Regions from separate parts of the Macaca mulatta genome. Here region 2 is linked to region 1. Evidence: chromatin contacts called from public Hi-C data. All regions are on one chromosome and are shown on one strand. The core of a region is the stretch at or near the end of the contact, and the rest is flanking DNA. Distances in the headings are between cores, read along the strand shown. Region 1 holds the start of TRPM5 (transient receptor potential cation channel subfamily M member 5). Region 2 overlaps KCNQ1 (potassium voltage-gated channel subfamily Q member 1).

What was found. Hi-C and Micro-C count contacts between places; a contact is called where the count stands out from the background.
Region 2: a Hi-C map of blood shows a contact between it and region 1, with 6 times the contacts expected there. The contact joins the enhancer-like site here to the promoter of TRPM5 in region 1. A contact is called at or near these places in 8 of 14 Hi-C or Micro-C datasets (CD4 T cells, blood, cortical neurons and 4 more).

The regions. Positions count from the first base shown.
Region 1 is chr14:2,333,071-2,337,793 of T2T-MMU8v2.0, reverse strand. TRPM5 (transient receptor potential cation channel subfamily M member 5) reads left to right here and starts at 2,018. Exons shown (of 26, transcript XR_013403409.1): 1 at 2,018-2,104.
Region 2 is chr14:2,436,556-2,441,278 of T2T-MMU8v2.0, reverse strand. It overlaps KCNQ1 (potassium voltage-gated channel subfamily Q member 1), which reads right to left. Exons shown (of 16, transcript XM_028833061.2): 2 at 1,175-1,265. Among named protein-coding and RNA genes, the nearest start is that of KCNQ1, 85 kb to the right of the region's middle. Within about 2 kb of position 2,303, at least 5 of the 40 cell types and tissues checked have an H3K27ac peak or open chromatin away from gene starts, as enhancers often do. A contact at or near this core is called in blood, where this site is marked.

The sequences.
Region 1 (4,723 bases), core at 769-3,268:
ACAACCACTGCCACCATCGCAACCAACATGAACACCATTGTCACTTCCACACTGTCATCACCACCACCACTACCACCTCCACCATCATCCCACACACCACCATCACCACCACCATAATTATCACCACCACCACCACCACACCACCATGTTCACCACCACCATCAACTCCACTGCCACCATTTCACCATCACCATAATCACCTCCGTGGCCATCATCACCACACCATCCTCACCACCCCTCCACCAGCGTCACAAACACCACCATTAGGACCACCACCACAGTCATTATCACCACCACCACCACCATCATGACCATCACTATCATCACCACCTCCACCACCATCACAACTATTATAACCACCACCACCACCACCACCATCACCACTGCCAAAATGTTCACCACCATCACCACCACCTTCACCACCCACCATCATCAACATCATCATCACCACCTTTATCAGCACTAATACCATCAACAACAACACCACAGTCACTACCACCACCATTGCCATTTGCACCACTATCATCATCATCTTTGTCATCATTCCCACCACCATCGCCATCCCTATCATCGCCACCCTCATCAACAGTAAGGCCATCACCGCCCCCACTACCCTCATGCCCACCACCACCATCACCACCACATCATCAATAACACCACCATCATCACCACAACCACAATCACCACCACCATCACAACCACTGCCACCATCATCACAAACACCACCATCAGCACGGTCCCCATGATCATTGTCACCACCACCATCATGACCATCAATATCATCATCACCACCACCACCACCACCATCACCACCACCACCCTGACTACTGCCACCATCATCACCACCACCACCATCACCTTCACCCATTACCATCACTGCCTCAGATTCTGCCTGTGGTCCTTTGGCGCCCTCTGGTGGCTGAAAGGCCAGACTAGCGAGGCCACCAGGGTCCCAGAGAGCAAGTCCCAGATACTGTCCCCCACCATTCCTGGAGTTTATGGTTTGAGGGGGCCCCGGACAGGGGGTCCTTGGAGTCTCTTTTGTGAAGGGGCACACAGAGGTATCCCCCAGGCTCTGTTCTCCTCATGTGTTACCTGCAGCCTCCCAGAAGCCAGGCTACTAGAGTCCCTGTTTGACACTCCAAGGTACTGAGGCCCAGAGTGGCTAAGTAGCTCAACAGCTATGCAGGATCCAATCCCAGGACTGTGGGACTCCAGAGGCACACTCTGTCCCACTGGCACCCTGTCCTGACTCCAGATGCAGGGACAGTCCTCACAGAGCATCCCCGGTGCTGACCGGTGACTGGACGCTCTGTCCCACTGGCACCCTGTCCTGACTCCAGATGCAGAGACAGTCCTCACAGAGCATCCCCAGTGCTGACCGGTGACTGGACATCACTCACAGCTGGCCCATGGCTGGGCAGCCTTTCCAGTACAGATGAGACACCATGGGGGCCGATGCCCCGTGGCCTCGCAGGGCCACAGGAGGGAGGAGGCAGTCCCTCTGGCTCCCTGTCCTCCATGGGACAGCTGGGCCCAGCACCCCAGATGACACGTGTGCTCTTGAGGCAGCTCCTGTTCCTACTTACTGTGGAAACTGAGGTTGAAGAGCCCTGTCCAATCACATTTCAGAGTGGAAACCGAGGTTGAAGAGCCCTGTCCAATCACATTTCAGGGTGGATTTCAGCTGCATTCAGTCCCGGGCCACCCCACCAGACAGCACCAAAGGAGGCAACAGCAGCAATCTAAGTGGCCTAGAAGCCACGTCCACACAGGGTCTCCTCTCCCAGTCACATTAGAGATGCCCCCAGGGCCTTGGTGCCAGTCACACCTGAGGAAGGCCAGCGCTTGGTGTCTGGGTGGCTTTGACAACAGCAGGCCTGTGGGCTCGGCCGTGCCGAGCAGGTCAGGTGGTGCCCTGTGTTGGTTCACGGCCAGCTCCCTGGGGCCGGCATTGGCTGCCCCGGCCAGAAGTTGTGGGCGGGGAAGAGGAGGAGAGGCTTGAGAGCTGGGCCCACGGGCACACCCTGCAAGGTAGGCAGACGGCTCCACCCGCGCCTTGGCCAGCAGCCGCGTGTCAGGGTACTGGGGAGAAGGCAGGCAGGTAGGGACCCTCACACCACTGCCAGCCCAGGTGGGGAGAAGGGGCAGGATTGTAACCCCTCCTCCCGGGCGGGAAGGGCAGGTGGGCACGAGAGGAGTGGGGACCAGGACAGTGCGGCTTTGGCCACACCCTGCCTCTTGCCTCAGTTTCCTTATCTTTAGCAGGGAGGATCCCTGCTTCCCTGGGCTGTGGAGGGCCGGCCCCACTGTGGGCGAGGTGGGGCATTCTGGAAGGGCTGCCCAGTGCTGGAAGATGGTCTGGGCAGGAGGGCCAGCCCCACGGGCTCTGGATCTGAGACTTCAGGCACAGTGTCTGGCCGGCAGCCTGCAAAGGCAGGTGTGGCTCAGAAGCCGAGGGTGAGGGGAGTGGAGCTGTGGGAGGGGTCTGGGGTCACCAGGTCACTACTGTGTCCTCTCGCCACCACTTCCCTGAGCCATGTCCTCCACTGCAGCCCAGGGAGATGTGGCATCCTCATAGGGAGGACACGGACACACATCTGACTTCCTGCCTGCTGCGTGCAGGGACCATTCTGACACCTTCCCCGTGTGACCCGCCGTTCCCCCAAATCTCACAAATGAGACAGGCCCAGGGAGGCTGAGGGACCCGCCCGAAGTCACACAGCCTGGTGGGGATGAGCAGGGCTGGGAACCCAGGACCTGGCCATCCAGTCCTGTCCTGCACTGGTCCTGGGAGGCCGGGGAAGCCATGTTTGGCTCTGGCTGTCTCGGGGATGACTGTGGCTACAGGTGCCCCACTGCCCTGACAGCCCCAGCACCTTCACTACCCGGGGCGCTGCCTCAGTGTTGCCTCTTGGGAGTTCTGGGATGGGGTCACGAAGGCCCCTGGCTGTCCCCGGCTCCCTGCCCCACCCTGGGATGCACAGGGAGGGGTGCGGAAGACCTGGGCACCTGCTCATGCAAATCCCGGCTGTTTGCATTGCCTCCCTCTGGGCCCATTTGCCTGGTGCCCAGCACCTGCCCAAATGCCTCCTCAGCCCCTGGGCTGGCCGGTGGGTGTAGGAGGGGCCGAGCCTGGGTGTGGGGCAAGGGGTGGTTGCGGCCACCGGGAAGGTGAGGCTGCCCGACGCTGCTGCTGGGCTTCCCTGACCTCAGCTGCCGGGCGCCTAGTTCTGCCCCGTCCTCGGGAGGAAAGGGGTGCTGTGGGCCCTGGGAAGGGCCAGAGCTTGGGTTGTGGCTGCTTCCACCTCTAATGGCTGCTGCTCTTCCCCCCGGGGGGCTTGCACAGAGTCGGGGAGGCGCTGCTGAGCTCCAGGCTGAAGGGTGCTCATGGGTGTCCTATCCCAGAACTTCCAAGAGGCAAAACTGAGGTTCACTGGAGAGGAATTCAAGGGTCAGGGAGCCCCGTAGGACCCCTCCCAAGGCCCAGGCCCCCATTAGCTTCCCCACCGGGGATGAAGGGAAGAGAAGAGGGAGTCCCCCATCTACGGCCTAAGAGTCATTGGGAAAGTAAGGATAACAGTGTCGTCCAGCCCAGCCTTGTGCCCCAGGCTGAGGGTCATGGCCAAACCCCAACCCCTACACCCTGTGCTGGGGACAAGTCTGGCCATGCATCCCCAGCCGCAGGGCACATGTCCAGATGTAGCCAGGATTGACCCCAGTGGGTGACCAGGTGTGGCAGGGCCTGGTGGGAATGAAGGCCAGCCTGAGGACCCCCACCCAGGGTGAGGCTCCCGCCCAGGGTGAGGACCCACGCCCAGGGCTGCACCTCACTGCCTGTTCTGTGTTAAGTGGTGTCCTCCCAGACGGGGCGACACTAATGGTGGCATACTGTCCACTGCGAAGCTTAGAATGTGACCTCATTTGGAAGTGGAGTCCTTGCACACTGGGGTAGGGCAGGCCTGGGCACTCAGTGATGGCAGAGGAGACAGACAGGCGAGGCGGACCGCACGCCAACCAAGGCGGAGGCTGGAGCCACGCGGCCACAGCCAGGGACACCTGGCGCCTTGGGAACCTGGAAGGGGTGGGAGGGACCCACCCGAGAGCTTCCAGAGGGAGCACGGCCCCGCCGATGCCTGGATTTGGGATGTCTGGCCTCTAGAACTATGAGATCATCGTTTGTTGTTTTGAGCCCCCGAGGTGTGGCCCTTTGTTTCAGCAGCCCTGGGATGCAACAGCAATGCCAAGCCGTGTCCCAGCCTCCAGCCCCCACCTAGGGCCTGGCCACAGACACGAGCTTCCAACACTGAAAACCGCCAAGCGTCTCCACCAGCGCGGGAGGCCGTATTCAAATACTGCCTCTCTGCGGTCTGCGGCTGGTTCGTGCTCTGCAGGCAGGAAGTGCGGGAGGATTTGCATTACCCTGCAGGGACGGCTCAGGCCCACGTGGTGCTGACAGCATCAGGGCGCCTCCGCAGGCCTGGCCGGAGGAGGGGGCTGAGGTCCGTGAGTGGGTCCTGCCTGGGGCTGGCAGTCACCAGAAGTCGTGCCAGGCTTGACTTGGGCCTCGCACAGGGACCCTGGGCAGCCGTGACAGCAGCCTGAGCTGGGCATCTTAAAACAACGGCAATTGATTTTCTCATGGTTCTGGAGGCCACCAGCGCTAAGTCCTAAGTCAAGGTGTCGGCAGGGCCAAGCTCTTGAGGGGGATCCTCCCTGCCTC
Region 2 (4,723 bases), core at 1,054-3,553, 100 kb before region 1:
ATCCCCAAAGCAGACCCTTCCTATTGCCTCTGGACCTCTGGTTTACAGAGAAGACGGCCCCTCCAATCAGGCAGGACAGATGGACTGTGGAAAACATGGCGCTGGGAGAACTGGGAAGCACAGCAGGCCTGTGCCTCACACCACTTAACCAGGAAACTCCCAGCCACCATGGAGCACACACAGTTAACCTGGTGAGGGCTGGAGGAAACCACAGGTGAATTCCTCCAGCTATGGCTCAAGGTCCAAAAGCAACGAAGGAAAGCTAAAATGGACTCCCTAGAAATGGGATGGATTCCACTGCTGAGGCCATCATGAGAGGACTCTAGACCCCGGCGGGACAGGCTCCCCTGGCCAGGAAGACACAGCACCGAAAAGCAGCAAGAGCCCAACCCAGAGCTGCCTGTGCGTGCCAGGACCCGAGTCGTGACTCTCTTTCTTTGCAGATACTGGAAATATTCCACGACAAGACAGGAAAACACGAAAGCCCAGCCACGGAGAGGTGCTGGACCCAGTCCTGCTGGAGTCATTGCCCACGGCCCACATTCAGGCGGCTTACGTGGGGACCCTGTGGGTTCCAGACACAGCTGGTCCCTGCACCCCGCCTTCCGGGCAGCCTCACAGCTAGATCAACTTCGGGGTTTTCCACCAGGCTATGAGCCTGCCCTGCCCTGCTCTCAGCACCTGCCTGGCACAAATGGCACCGACACCGCTCAGGCCAATGGAAGGGACCATCCAGGTGCCTGGGGTGAGTGCTGCTGCTGGGACACCAGTAGGGCCTGTGTGCCAGCCATAACCCAGGGGCAGGTGTCACCCAGACCCCAGGGACACTGTGCATGAAGGCTCGGGCAGGCCCGGGCTGGCCACAATGCCAGCTCTACCCTCCCTCCTCCTTCCTTCCTTCCAGCCCAGCTTGGAAGCCCCTCCTCCAGGAAGTCCTTTCAGACCACCAGCTCCAGGCTCCTCTCAGTCCTTGGCCCCCCTCGCCTGTGGCACATACATCCCAAGTCACTTGGCAAGTGTGGGGTCTGGGGAGGTGCCCCTGTATCAGGGCAGGGCCAACGTGTGGGCAAGGGGCCGGGGGCGGCTCTGCCCCACCTTATGGGGCCCAGCGCTGGGGAGATGCCAGCCTCCAGGGCAGCCGTGACATCCAGCCACGCCCTCAGATGCTACGTACCATCCAGAAGAGGGTCCCCGTGGCCAGGGCGGCATACTGCTCGATGGTGGACAGCACGCTGAAGATGAGGCAGACCAGGACGATGAGGAAGCTGTAAGACAGGGACACGGTGGTCAGCACCACGGCCTCCGCCCACCCCATAGATGCACCCGGCGAGTGGTGGGGCCCCGGCCTCCGCCCCGCCCCGCCCCTGGTAGGACTAGACAGTGCTATGAAAACCCAGTCGTCTGTTAGCTGGTGAGCACACACTTGAGGTAGGTCCACACGAGGGATGCCGTCCCGCCACGGGAAGGGACGAAGCACCAACAGGTGCCGCCACGTGGACAGGCCCTGGAAACATGGCGCCAAGGCCAGACACAGACAGGTGACCACCTGCTGACCACCTGCAGTGTGGCTACGCCTTGGACAGCCAGAGCCACAGAAACAGAAAGCAGGCTGGTGGCTGCCCCAAGGCGGGACTGCTACGGGCACGGGGTTTTCTTTTGGGGTCATTAAACATTCTGGATATGGATGGTGGTGATGGCTACACAACTCCGAACGTCCTAGAGGCACAGGGCGCCCACTTTTCATAAGTGAACTGCGGCATGTAATCACGTCTCCGCAAAGCTGATTTTACAAATCACTTCCAGAGGCCGGGCGCGGTGGCTCACGCCTGTAATCCCAGCACTTTGGGAGGCCAAGGTGGGCAGATCACAAGGTCAGGAGATCGAGACCACGGTGAAACCCCGTCTCTACTAAAAATACAAAAAATTAGCCGGGTGCAGTGGCGGGCGCCTGTAGTCCCAGCTGCTCGGGAGGCTGAGGCAGGAGAATGGCATGATCCCAGGAGATGGAGCTTGCAGTGAGCCAAGATCGCACCACTGCACCCCAGCCAGGGGGACAGAGCGAGACTCCGTCTCAAAGAAAAACAAAAAAAAAACCAAATCACTTCCAGAGAGCAGTCAACAGCCCCCTGTCCAGAAGTTCAGGGCCCAGGGCAGGGGTGCTGGTGGTCACAGCACAGAAGCCAGCCTGCCAGGTGGGGGTCCTGATACCTGCACCAAGTATCTGCTTCCCAGAGGAGCCTCGAGGCTGCAGGCTGAGGGTGGCTCTCCTCCAGTTTCACTTCCTCCTCCCCAAGGCCCGGAGGCCAAGTCACAGAACTCATGAAAAGGAAGGTGCACAGAGCCCCACCCTGGGGCAAACGTTCTGTACTGTGGGCACGCAGAGAACAGACGGGCGGCCCACTCTGATCCAGGGAACCATAAAGATAAGGAGCTGCTGCCTCTGCAAACATACCCTTCAGGGCCCGCCCGGCTTCCTGTCACTTCTGGGGAGATTCCGGAGACTCCAAGGACCCCCATGGATCCTCAGCCACAGGAGAGCCAGGAAGTGGCCACACAGCCCCGAGGGCCCAGGGAGACACAGAGAAAGCCACACACAGACCCTGAGTGCCCTGGCATAGATCCTCTGCCCGGCATAGGGTGCCCCAGGCCCCCTCCACTCCCTGAGATCCTGCCATCCCAAGTGGCTTCCAACCCATCCCAGGGCAGCCAGAAGGCCCCCTGCATTGCCTCTCACCCAGCCTCCAGAACTCAGCCCCACCCGGAACCCATCCTCTTCCACCTGTCCGGATGTGTACAGCCCAGCCCACCCTCCCCAGGCCCCTGGAGCCCACAACAAACAGGCTACCTCCCAGCACAGCCTGCCTTGGCTCATCCTCCCGATGCACGTTTCTTGGGGAGGTGGGGGGGGGCTCTGCACCCCTCTTCCCAACAAGCTCCTGTGGGCAGGGCAATCCTTTCCTGGCCTCTGGCAGCCCTACCCAAAGGCCCTTGATGGCGCACTCAACCAACGACCCTGTTCAGGCCCCCTTCCTGGGTTCCTCCCTCCCCATAGCCATAGTCCCACTGCTGGCACTGGGGCCAAAACCTGCAGCTACCATTTCCTCAGCCACCTGCCTCACCAACACCCCGTCCCTCCCACACTGGTCAGCTCTGCAGCCAGCCCGTCTGCACCCTGCCCATCCATCCTCATCTCCCCCTGACCACGGTGCCCACCTCCACCCGTGGCGTTCCCAGCCCACATACCCAGCCAGTCAGTGAACCCTCAATGTCACACCCCAGTATTACACCGCAATGGCCCCAGACCACCCCAGCTCCTCCCGGCCCTTGTTGCCAGTCCTGACTATGCCTGGCCCAGCCCACCTCAGGGCCCGTGCACCTGCTGCTGCCCAGCCTAAAAGCCCAGCTTCAGGGTCCTACCAACGGGCCCTGTCTCATGGGCAGAGGCCAGCTCTGATGTCTGACCCTGGCCCCCACAACACCCCAACTGTGTCCTTTATACTCAAGTATCACCGCTGGGACCAGAGTCTGTTGTCCACCCCCTAGACCATGAGCACCCCAAGAGTGGGGCTGTGGGCTGCAGTCCACGCCCAGGATGCGGCCTGGTGCACAGTAGGTGATCAGTCCCGTGGGACTTCCTTCATTTAATCTCTAAGCCCCAATGCTGCTGCTTCATCCCCTTCACCATGACCCTTCCTCTGCTCCCTGAGGTTACTCCCCCACTGGGACATTCGACCCAAAGCACAAGTCTGATCAGCCATGTGGTTCCAGGAGCACCTGGAAGGCTGGCACGCAGTCCTGCCTTTCCCTGGGCCTCAGTCTCCCCGACCCCCACTGGCCCAAAGCTCTGGCTGCATAAGCTGCCTGGCATTTGCCAATGCGGTGCTTCCAGCCAGGGACCCTCTCTGCACCCCCACCCTCCACACTGCTTTGGCTCTGAGGACTCTTCCTGGCCAGCTTGGACAGGATGCCCCGGCCTTGCCAGGCTCCCTCCGGATGCTCCCACACTGACCACTCCTGCCCTCATCTGTCTCTGGGACCAAAATCCACACGGTGCTGGCACGGGGTGGGTGGGTGCAGAGTAATTAGTTCAACAGACACAGCTGGAGCCTCTGAGCCAACCCTGTGGGGAGCCCTCCATAGGGTGATTCTGTGGATCTCATGGGGACACAAGCAAAGATTGGTTGGAAGGGTGAGTGCCCATCTGCATTGGGCACCATTCCAGGCACTGGGAATGGGCTCAGACTGGCCCAACTTGCACACAGCATGCTGCCCACTGCCGGAGCAGGGTTCCCTCCAGGTTCTTAGAAGAGCCTTTGCGCCAAGCCGCAGGCCCTGGCCCCACACTCTGCAGCCCCCAAGGTAGGGCTGGGTCTCTGCCCCTTGTTGGTACAACTGTTGGCTCTCTCACCCCACCAGGGCTCCCTCCGCCATGACTGCCACACTTAATCCTCCTGGACGTCTGTTTGTTTTGATTTGCAGTGAGCAGGGAAGTGAGATTAGACACAGCCTGGCTCAGCCACGAGGAAGCAGAGCAGGGCTGCCCGGGGCAGAAGATGCCGCCTGCCTGCTCCCCAGGCCCACGGGGTGCAGAGAGGCCCAGGGCACCATCTGCACATGGAGATGCAGCGCCCACCGGTGCCCCAGGCAGCTCCCCTGCCTCAGTTTCCTCATCAGTACAAAGAAGTGGTCCACAGGTGCTTCTTCCCAGGCTGTGGAGGGAAGT